2 separate regions of the Mus musculus genome follow, and region 1 is linked to region 2. A link is a contact called in public HiChIP or PLAC-seq data. All regions are on one chromosome and are shown on one strand. The core of a region is the stretch at or near the end of the contact, and the rest is flanking DNA. Distances in the headings are between cores, read along the strand shown.

Region 1 (5,221 bases), core at 2,440-4,939, 94 kb before region 2:
GGGGGAGGGGGGGCACTGGGTGGTTCCCACAAGGACGAGAGTCCTTGGTTCGGTCCATGGCTGGCGCACAGGAAGGCCTTCCGGTGGGAGGTTAGACGTGGATCATTAGGGGAAAGCCTATCCCATCGTTCAAGCATGGTGTGCCTTGATGAGCAGAGACAGTCTGTGGTTTTAGAGCTTTTTTGTAGCAAGGCAGGGAGAAAGAGAGAAGGTAGAAAGAGGGAGAGGCCTGCCATGGCCACATGGAGGGGGGGAAGGGAGAGAGAGAGAGAGAGAGAGAGAGAGAGAGAGAGAGAGAGGGAGAGAGAGAGAGAAGAGGGCTAGAGATGAGAGTAAGAAAGGTGAGAGCTTAAAGAGAGTAAGGAGGTGCCAAGCAGTTCCTCTTATAGTGGGCTGGGCTATCTTGTTGTTGCCAGGTAACTGTGGGGCGGAGCATACCTGGCTATAGTCTGGTAACTGTGGGGGTGAAGTCTAGCCAGAATGCCAGGAGCTTGAGACATTGTCTTTGTGACTGAGTCACACACCTCTCCTGCAGGGCTGTGGGAGTAGTAACTTCGACAGGAGCAGGAGTCCAGGAGACGTGGTCGAACACCTTCCATCCCATGTAGGTGGAAATCACCACCCATCAGGTCCCCGGGATTCCAGACCTTTGCTCGACTGGAGACCAGGCTGTCTGTGCACAGCCCACTGCCCCACAGCCAGCCCAGGAAGTCAGGGGTCCTTTGTAACTGAGTCTTAATAGCCAAATGCAAGGTCAGGGTTTTAGGATCCTAATGCTGATCTTAATCTAACTGATGACTATAGTCTTTGTCAGCCCATGGAAATACAACCCCATTCTTTTCTTATCCTGAACCCCAAAACGAGCAGACTGGATCTTTCAGAACAGTTTCGGGCTGGTGAGCTGGCTCAGCAGGAAAGCGTGCTTGCTGCCAAGCCTGATGACCTGAGTTCGATCCCTGGGACACACTTAGTGGAGGCAAGAACAGATTCCCAAAAGTGTTCTCTGACCTGGCATATACGTGAATAAAATAAAATCAGTTTTCCTTCTAAAAATCCAACAAAATTGACAACTTTTAGCTAGGTCAAGAAAAGAAGAAAAATCAAACTACTAAAGTTGAGGACAAAAAAAGGGGGGGGGTCATTACTTACCAACCTTACAGAACCAAAAAGGATAATAAGGGCCAGGCATGGTGGTTGCGACAAGAAGATTCTGAGTTCAGGGTTAGCCTGGGCTACTTAGTGAGTTCCTATCAAAAAATAAACAGGTTCCAGGGATTGCTGTGAACAACTGTAATGCCGACAAATTTTAAAACTTAGATGAAATGGACAAATTCCTAGAAAGACACAAATTGCTGGGACTGCCTGGAAAAAAAACAAAAACAAAAAACACGGGAATTTGAGTAGACCCAGTAACTAGTTTGTAAGGAGCCTGAAAGGGTCAGATGGCCTCCCTGGACAGTTCTGCAGGTATCTGAAGAAGAGTTGCTGCAATTCCTCTGAGGCAAGGGAGGAGGCACTCTGAGGTGCCAACTGATCAGTGAACCCACAATCCTTTTCTCCCCTACCCAAGTTTCACAACCGTTATCAGGTTCAGTCCCTGACTCTCTCCCCTTTCTGGGACCTGTGATAAAGTCTGTAAAACTACATTTTGTTTCTCCACTGTCTGAGTATTTGTGGAATGAGGGTTTTCCAGAGTGACTTGTCTATCATATTGCTGGAAGGATGGGTCTCACACAGGGACAACACAACCCAGCCAGGGCTATCGTATTTCCTGTCCCCTTGTCTGTCCACCCCACCCCACCCCACTGTGCTTAGTGAATATCCTCCAGCTGCAGTAAAATGGTAACGTCATAGTGAAAACTAGTTGTTGTGGTAGCTCAAAACAAATTTCTGCAATTCACAGAAAATATGAACTGTCACTAGGTGGGGTAGCTCTTAATGTTCTCTCTCTCTCTCTCTCTCTCTCTCTCTCTCTCTCTCTGGGGTAGCTCTTAATGTTCTCTCTCTCTCTCTCTCTCTCTCTCTCTCAGAAAAAGAGTCAACATATCAAATTTATTTCAGTTTTTTTTCCTATCCTTCATGTAAGGCAGAAAACGTTCATGGCTACTCCGTGATAGTGAGTGCAGTGACATTGGATCAGGAGAAGTGTAGGACTGGGGCTATAGCTCAGTTGGTAGAGTCCTTGCCTCTCAGAATCACCGGCACTCTGCGTTGATCCCTGGTGCCTGCCACACAGCAGACGGGTCGGAAGTCCAGAGTCATCCTCTGTCACAGTAAATCTGTGAAGCATGAGATGTGATCTGAGACACATGGGACTCCGTCTCAAGAATAAGAAAAATTCATAGGAAGGCCTCGAGAGATGCTCAGAGGTAAGTGACCTCAGGTCCCGTCTATTGCTGGAGCACAACTGGCCAGCCAGTCTAGCTGAGCAGCGAGTTCTGGATTCCTAGAGAGGCCCTGTCTAGAAAATAACAAATGTGGATAGTGAATGAAGAAAACAGCCAGTGTCTACCTGTGCCCTACACACACACATACAGGGCTGGGACTGGGGCTGAGGTTAGCCTTTTTCTGCATGGCAAATGATTTTAGTTGTAAGATCATTGTGGGATCGCAAAGAGGAACATGCAACACACATTTAAACCAGGCCCTGGATTCCTCCACATCTTGTATCTACATTGAAACAGATTTCAGGAAATGTCAAAGACCAATGGCTAAGTTTTCCTGCCTTCCAAACCCCTCCTACAAAACTCCATTGGGAAGCACGCCTGCCTGAGGCTGGCTCACAGAAGCCATCTCCTGTGTGCCACAAGCCATGGCTGCCCTCCTTGTACAGGCGTGCCTCCTAGTCGAGTGTTTCTTGTTGTGGTGCACGGGCAGATTCTCCTTACACAGCCTGCAGTTTCCAACAGCTCATATAGGGAGGTCTTTCTCTCTCCCTTGCTGCTGATTTCTCAATTGCTGTGCTCTCATCTCTGCTCAGGAGCATAAGCACCTGGGCTATCTCTTCTTCTGCTGGGCCATGAATTGGTTGTAGTCTGGACTCTCAGGACAGCCTTTGGTGCTACCTGGTTCCTTTCTGTAAACCACACAAAGGTTAAGTCTGGACTCTGGACTGGGGCCTCAGCTTCAACCAGCTGCCTAGGCACCCGTGTAGTTAAGCCCCTCGGTAGCCACAAGTCAGGCATCGTGGCTCCGGGTCTAAGGAGAGAGCAAAGGTAGAAAGCTGCCAGGAAGTGTTTACAACATGCCTCAGGAGAGCTGGGAGCCACTGATGGCCTTTGGGCATGCTAGTTAGGAGGCCAGAGGGTTTGGGAAAGTTAGGTCCGCAAGGCCATTCAACAAACATGAAGCAATTTCTTATTACAGGCGCTGTACTGCTGTTCTAAGTTTACCCGTGAGCAGAGTGACAGGCGTGGGGCACATACTTCAGCAGCAAGGTTGGGATTATGGGAACCGAGCTTATATAAGTGGCCATGGCAGGAACGGTGGTTACCTGCACAAAACCTGTACGAGATCCAGCCAGTCATTAATTCCTGCACCAATGGGGGAGGGGTTCGTGAGGCTCAGCGCACTATTGCCAACTAGTGGCTACCGGGGAAGGGAGAACCATTGTTCTTCAGGGTTGTGACCAATGGTAGGTTGTCCTTGCTCAAGCAGGCAACAGTAATTGGACTCTGTGGGAAGGGCATTGGTTGAGGCGGTTGGGGAAGTGGGTGGGGGAAGTTAGGGAGGATATGGTCATGATACACGGTAGGAGGCTGGGGAAATAAACGGTTCAGTGGTTAAGAGCACTTACTCTTGTAGAGGGCCCTCACCCATTCTAGTCCCAGCATCCGCACAGTGGCTCACAACCATCTGTAATCCAGTTCTAAGGGATCCGATGCCCTCTTCTGACCACCGCAGACAGCAGGAGTGCACATGGTTCACAGATATACATGCAGGCAAAACACTCATAAAATAAAATGAATCTAAAAGGAAATCACTGCATGTATGTGATAAATTCACCAGGAATAAAAGGGTAGGGAAGTGCAGTGTAGATGGGGCTTTGTAAGAAGGGCGAGGAGCTTGGGCCAGGGCTGGGGAGGCGGGGATGCATCATACAGGATGCTGAGGAGAGCGATTGGAATGACTGGAAGCATGCTGCTGAGGCCAGAGCTCTGCAGGCAGCAGGAAGGCAGAGACTGCTGGCCTCACACTCCTCACTTGTCCTTTCAGAAACACCATGCACAACATCCGTGGCAACAAGCAGGCCCAAGCGGCAGCCCACGGGCCACTCGTGGAAGACTCGCCTCAGGGTGGAGAGCCTCAAAGCGGGGAACAGCCCTCGATCTCTGACCCCAGCCTTCCAGGTGAGCGTTGTCCAAGCCTGAGACCAAGCAATCTCTGTCTCCTCCCTGCCTGCAAGGGTGTGTGTGTGTGTGTGTGTGTGTGTGTGTGTGTGTGTGAAGAAGAACACACTTACGGTAGTTTTTATAGTTAGGAGGGAGCTGAGGAGTCCAAGGTGCACACGCTGCAGAGCAGGATTCTAGGAAAGATCTCCTCCAGGCTGGAAGACAGCGGTGCTGTGTCCTCTCCGGTGGCCAAGAGAGCTCTCATCTTTCCCTTCTTCTGAGGACACTAATCCTATCATGGGGCTGCACCTTCATCTGAATTACCCAAGGCCCTGCCTCCTGATGCTCCTAATGCTAACTCGGGGGACTAGAGCTTCAGCCTGGGGTTATGGTAACACACATTCAGTCCTTAGCAGGGTGTGTTGTGTGACAGACTCTTCCTGGGGCGATGTAGCACACACCACACACACACACAATCCATTCACTCCAGAAAGGGCACCCGTGATAGACCAAAATAATGATTACACCAACGTCCAACTTGGCTAAACCAGTGAACTTTTATTGGGGTTACTAATGGGTGGGGGGAGGGTACTTAAAAGGGTGAGGGGTGACTCAAAACAGCAACTGTGTCACCAAAAATAATGCCCAATACAGATGCAGAGTCCTAAAAGCTGCACAGAAGCCCTGCCTGGAGCTCCCTGCTCATCACAGGCAGCTCGGCAGCCTGTATGTCTCTTCCCTCCGTAGCTGGGTTGGTCAGTCTCGCCCCACCCCCACCCAGGCTGACTCAGGTTTATACTGCTGGGGGAGGGGCGTTCCAGAATCTTCCAGGTTTCTGTTCTCCAGATGAGTTACCTTTGTTTACCTACTGAGTCTCACGAGGCTCCCCT
Region 2 (4,953 bases), core at 2,169-4,668:
ATTGAATAGAGTCCTGTGATGGGGAAGAAAAAAAAAAGTTTTCAGGCTTCCGGTCCAAAGAGCCTTTGCTCTACCCCTCAGGGATCTGGGAAGGACAAATAGAATACAAACAAGCTACCGGAACTTCACTGTTGGGTAAAGCAAGCAAGGCTTTCGTCACGGCTCAGAAGTGACTGTCCCTTGCTAATAATTTAACGGCTGTCACCAAGTCAGAAGTGTGTGCCTCAGCCTCTGTGCTGTGGCCTATCCCGGCCACCCAGATGACCTCTCCCTCTTCACTGTGCTTCACAGCTGCTGCAGATGTTCTACCGGCAACAGGAGGAGATCCGGAGGCTCCGGGAGCTGTTAATCCAGAGAGAAGTCCAGACCAAGCAGCTGGAACTAGAGATCAAAAACCTGCGGATGGCCTTAGGACAGCTCTGAGCAGTGCTCTCCTCCACCCTTGCCCTCAGGGACACCGATAGGCTCTGTGGAGAGAGAGAGAGAGAGAGAGAGAGAGAGAGAGAGAGAGAGAGAGAGAGAGAGAGAGGTCCAGCACCGAGCCGAAATTCACTGAGAACAACCACTATTTCTATATTTTATACCAGGAAAACAAAACTCTCAGTTGCTGAAAGAGATCCCAGTGGGACGTGGTGCCGCTTTCCTGTCGCCTTCTCCAATCTGCAGTTCCTGCCCTGGCTGGTTTAGATTATACCCTACCTTCTGCTGGATTCTGGTTTTAAGGGTTGGTGAGGAGCTATGACCTCCCAGAGTGAAGATTTGGCCCAATTCTAAACCACAGGCAGGCAGCCAAACCCATCCTTCCAACCAGAATCAGCCACATGTGGGTAGATCGTCCCATAGGTGGGGACACAGACCTCAGAGCTGAGTCCATGTCTGTTGACTACAAGAGGGCAGGAACGGACTTCCACCCAGGGTATCTAAAGTCCTCTGGGAGGTAGGGGGGCCCAGCACTGGATGTGGCAAAGCCCCATGGCCAGCCACCAGTAAGGGCTCTGGTTCACTGCACTGGGTGAGAAAATGGCACCTGGTCTGAAAGCCTGCGACCCTCCCTTGTGTGTCTTGTGCCTGGTTCTGAGGCTCTTTTCTTTCTTGGTGCAAAACAAGCCTAGCTGGTGCCTGAGAACTTGAGACAAGGCTTACCACAGGAGGTACCCACTCCCCCATACCTCCTGGACAAGCAGACAGAGTTCCCCCCTCCCCCCTTCCCCTCTGGACAGATAGTTTCCCCCATCACTCAGGGTCATGCTGGAGCTCAAGCGAGAATTTCAGGGGCTATCCAGGCTAACAGGTTCTGACCCACATCGTCCATTAGCACCCCACTGGATGCACATACTGATGACCAGACCTGCCCACTAAAGCTGACCCTACAGTGGAGGGTACGGCCCTCTGAACAAGCTGCCTGAGTGGCTTCTGTTCATGGGAATGGAGACGCTTTTAGCTAGCATCCTACTGCTGTGTTGGCAATGGAAGCAGTACAAAGCTGACTCGCACACGACCACGTCACTCACCGTCGCTGGTATCTGCACACACCAGGGTCCTGTGCTCCTTGGTTTATTCTCCATCCCTACACTACACTGGGACTCTATGCCCGGCGATGAGCTAGCTATGCTCGCCTTCCTTGTGCTCCCGAGTATGGCAGGGATCTGGAGCTCCTGGGATGGCGCGCTCTCTCTCCTTTCATTTGTGACCAGCATGTCAGTCTGTAAAGCTCCAACCCCATGCTCAGAAGGCAGGAGGGCCACATAGTGAAGACACCAGCCCAAAACCACTGGCTGCCTCTTATGTGTGGCTAGGGGTGGGGTCCAGTGAGCTTCCCATCAAATCTCTGTACAACACCATCCCCTCAAAAAAAAGCTATCCCCACTGTAAGGGACCCAGACCCAGACCTCACATTCAGGAACAGGTCACAGGTGGCTATGAACAAAATTATATGTTGTTTCTTGTTCTGTTGGGTTTTTTTTTACATCTAGAATAAATTATTTAAATTATTTCATAGCAAGGGAGAGGGATATTTGTCATCTTTTTTTTCTTTTGAAGATTTTGTCATATTTTTTTAAGATTATGTTTTTATGTTCTTGGGCTAATGGAGCAACACTGCCCCCTGACACAGTGACCACCCAAGCAGCAAAGCCGCCCTCGGCTCCTTCCTTCTTGCCTTGGGAGCTTTCTTTCTGATGACTCAGGAACTTTGTGTGAATGAGGGAGAACGCTTGGAGATGAGCTTGTACCCACCTTAGCTCTACAATAATTCTGCTTCCTAGAACAAAACTTGAGGTTGTATCCCAGAGGGAAACGGGAATCAAGATACGGACCTATGCTTTTCATATGAAACCGTGCCTGAAGCCGTTTGAGTGATTGTTTGAATGTTTCTTAAATTCCTTGTACCTTTGTAAAAAAGTAAATAAAAAAATAATTAAGAAATAAAAGTTAAAATAGACACAGAATCGTGCAATGTAAGAATATGACAATCTACTGTGGGTGGTAATTCCTGCCTGTAATCCCAGTTCATGGAAGGCTGAGGCAGGAAGATTGAAAATTCCAGACCAGCTTGGGCAAAGGAGTCTAAGACTCTGCCTCAACCAAAATAATAATAAATAATAACACCAGACTCGATATTGCAATGCTTGGCGATTTCCTTTTTGTTAATTCGTTCTACAAGTACCAATTTAGCACTAGGTGTCTGGACCAGATGATACCGGACCAGGTTGGCAAACTGGTCAGTAAGGTCCGAATACCCTTGAAGTGCTTCCACTTGTGTTTGAGAGAATTCGTGAGGGGCAGGATGGGGCAGGGTGGTCAGGCGGCTGTGGGTGGAGAATGGACGCTTCCTGAAGAAGGAGATAAGCCACACCTCCATGTGATTGGGGGACAGTGAGCAGCAGCTATACCTTAAGCAAGAACTGCAAAATGCCCCGGCTAGAAACAGGGTGGGTCATTCACCCATCAAGGCAAGAGAAATCAGAACATCTTCAGGGCCTGGGGCTTTGAAGTTTTAGCCTGAAGATAATTGGGGCTTCTTGGAAGTATGTTCCAACTTCACCCCCACCTGCCCCCACATGGCTGACCATAGGGAGGAAGCACTACAGGAAAAGAACAAAATGAGGTGTAGAAAATGTAGGCCCTCTGGGCAGGCCACACCACCTACTACGCACCTCCGCAGTTTGCCAGAAGCCCAACATCATCAACAAGCGGGAAGCCAACCTTCCAGTGAGCCCATCAGTGCAAGCACCCGCGTTCCTATCTATAGTGACCTCCTCCTCCTCAAGGTGAGAAAGAGTGGAAGGATGCTGTGCCGCGGATCCAGCACTAGGTGGGACCAAGCATCAACTCTCCAGCAGGTCATCGCCCCTCCAGTTTGCCACTGGGAGCTGGGTCGCCCGCCCCGCCCCGCCCCGCCCCTCCCCGAGCAAGGTTTCGATTTCTGCACCAACCCAACCCGACCACACTGCACAGAGAACAGCGGTTGCCACTGAGAATGGCGAGCGAGACTACCGAGGCGCGGGCGCCCTTTCAGCCCGACGGGGCGTATGGCTGGCGCTGTCCGGAGCACAGCGAACGCCCGGCTGAGCTCTTCTGTCGCCGCTGCGGCCGCTGTGTGTGCGCGCTCTGCCCGGTTCTGGGTGCGCACCGCGGCCACCCGGTGGGCCTGGCCGAGGAGGAGGCTGTGCGTGTGCAGGTGGGAAGCCGCGAGGGCGTGCACCGCAGGTCTGGGCGGGCGGAGATTGAGCACAAGAGTAACCGTCAAAGGAGGGTCAAATCCCGTTAGGACAGGGAAACTAAAGGGGGACCCTGAGGTCCTCTAGATAGTAGACAGTAGGATCGGGAGGCAGAACCCTATGGAAGTGCAAAAGTTGCTCAAACCACCAGCGAAGCTTCCCAAGATTGGCTTGGGGTACAGGAGGCTCAAGCTGGTTAGTACTCACACGTTCTTTACCGCTTCTGCTAGGGCAACTCCCCAACCAGAGTCAAGGACGCGGGAGGGACGTTCGCCTAACAGAGCACAGGGGAGGATGAAGTTGGAAAATTGGGAGTTTACAGCCAACCTGTGATATGTAGAGAGACTATCTCAAAAGACCAGATTGTAGAAAAAGAAAACTGTATGTATGCGTGTGTTCCATGAAGCCTGGAAATGTCTCTGGACCCTGGAGTTCATAAAAGGCCATTCTGAACTGGGACCTGATGGCCTATGTTGTTTTGCTAAGTCAATAAGGTCCCTCTTCCTGCCTTGAATCCGGCTCCTCCCCCTATGCAAATACACCACTGTCCCCTCTCCCACCCCACCCACGGAAGAGGCTTGTTAATCACAGCCTTATCTTCTATAGATAACGAGAAAGCAGGACCCCCAGCCGGCTGCCCTGGCTCTGCAGAATCTATTCTCCTCTCTGCATTTGAGGAAGGCAAGCTAGCCAGAACCTTCTGAACCCCCGGGGCTGATTTTATGTTTATCTCCAAGAAGTCTTTGTAATTCTGCCCAAAGCACCTTCCTTTCTGCTCTCTCCTGACTTAACCACCCTTGACAAGACTACAACTCCAATCTGAATTGGGCCTGAGGGAGGACAGTCTGACTAGTGGAGTCCTGCCCCTGCTTCCAGAACCATCCTTCAGCAACTGTGAAATGACTGCTAATAAGGATCCTCAAATGCTGCTACTCGGAGACCCAAGGCTATGCGTCAACCTAGGCACCCTTCCTCTGTCTATCCACAGAGCCATTCCTTCATCAAGCACATACTCAGCACTCAGCGCCATGGCTTGTACCGTGAGCCAAGTCAGAAATCAGATCCTCGCCGCATCTGGATGAGTTAGTTGCCTGGTTGGTCAGGGGTAGGATAGTAGCACTGCAATGTACTACATATCATACTAGGGAGCCCAGGGTGGTGGCCAGTGAGAGCCAGAAAATAGAACTTGGGGCAGGAAGCCACGCAAGCACTTCCCCAGGGAAGTGCCATTGGG

Evidence for each region. HiChIP or PLAC-seq counts read pairs in DNA pulled down with a chosen protein or histone mark.
Region 1: a contact with region 2 is called in an H3K4me3 HiChIP or PLAC-seq map of bone marrow-derived macrophages, with 2.7 times the contacts expected there. The contact joins the enhancer-like site here to the promoter of Trim14 in region 2. A contact is called at or near these places in 3 of 39 promoter capture datasets (the C10 cell line, the HPC-7 cell line and pre-B cells), 2 of 15 datasets of contacts at CTCF or cohesin (the G1E-ER4 cell line and large pre-B cells), 7 of 484 Hi-C or Micro-C datasets (the G1E-ER4 cell line, bone marrow-derived macrophages, erythroblasts and 1 more), 5 of 115 datasets of contacts at active chromatin or transcription factors (the HPC-7 cell line, Th17 cells, bone marrow-derived macrophages and 1 more) and 3 of 9 other capture datasets (adipose tissue, liver and pancreatic islet).

Annotation. Positions count from the first base shown.
Region 1 is chr4:46,629,004-46,634,224 of GRCm38.p6, reverse strand. Tbc1d2 (TBC1 domain family, member 2) reads left to right here. Exons shown (of 13, transcript NM_198664.3): 4 at 4,216-4,349. Among named protein-coding and RNA genes, the nearest start is that of Gm42281, 10 kb to the right of the region's middle. Within about 2 kb of position 3,689, at least 74 of the 459 cell types and tissues checked have an H3K27ac peak or open chromatin away from gene starts, as enhancers often do. A contact at or near this core is called in adipose tissue, bone marrow-derived macrophages, embryonic stem cells and 1 more, where this site is marked.
Region 2 is chr4:46,534,606-46,539,558 of GRCm38.p6, reverse strand. Trim14 (tripartite motif-containing 14) reads left to right here and starts at 3,418. Exons shown (of 6, transcript NM_029077.4): 1 at 3,418-3,679. The coding sequence starts at 3,479. It overlaps Coro2a (coronin, actin binding protein 2A), which reads left to right. Exons shown (of 12, transcript NM_001164804.1): 12 at 292-2,622. The coding sequence ends at 423. Gm16731 (predicted gene, 16731) reads right to left here and starts at 3,658. Exons shown (of 4, transcript NR_151695.1): 1 at 3,496-3,658; 2 at 2,236-2,388; 3 at 119-467; 4 at 1-13.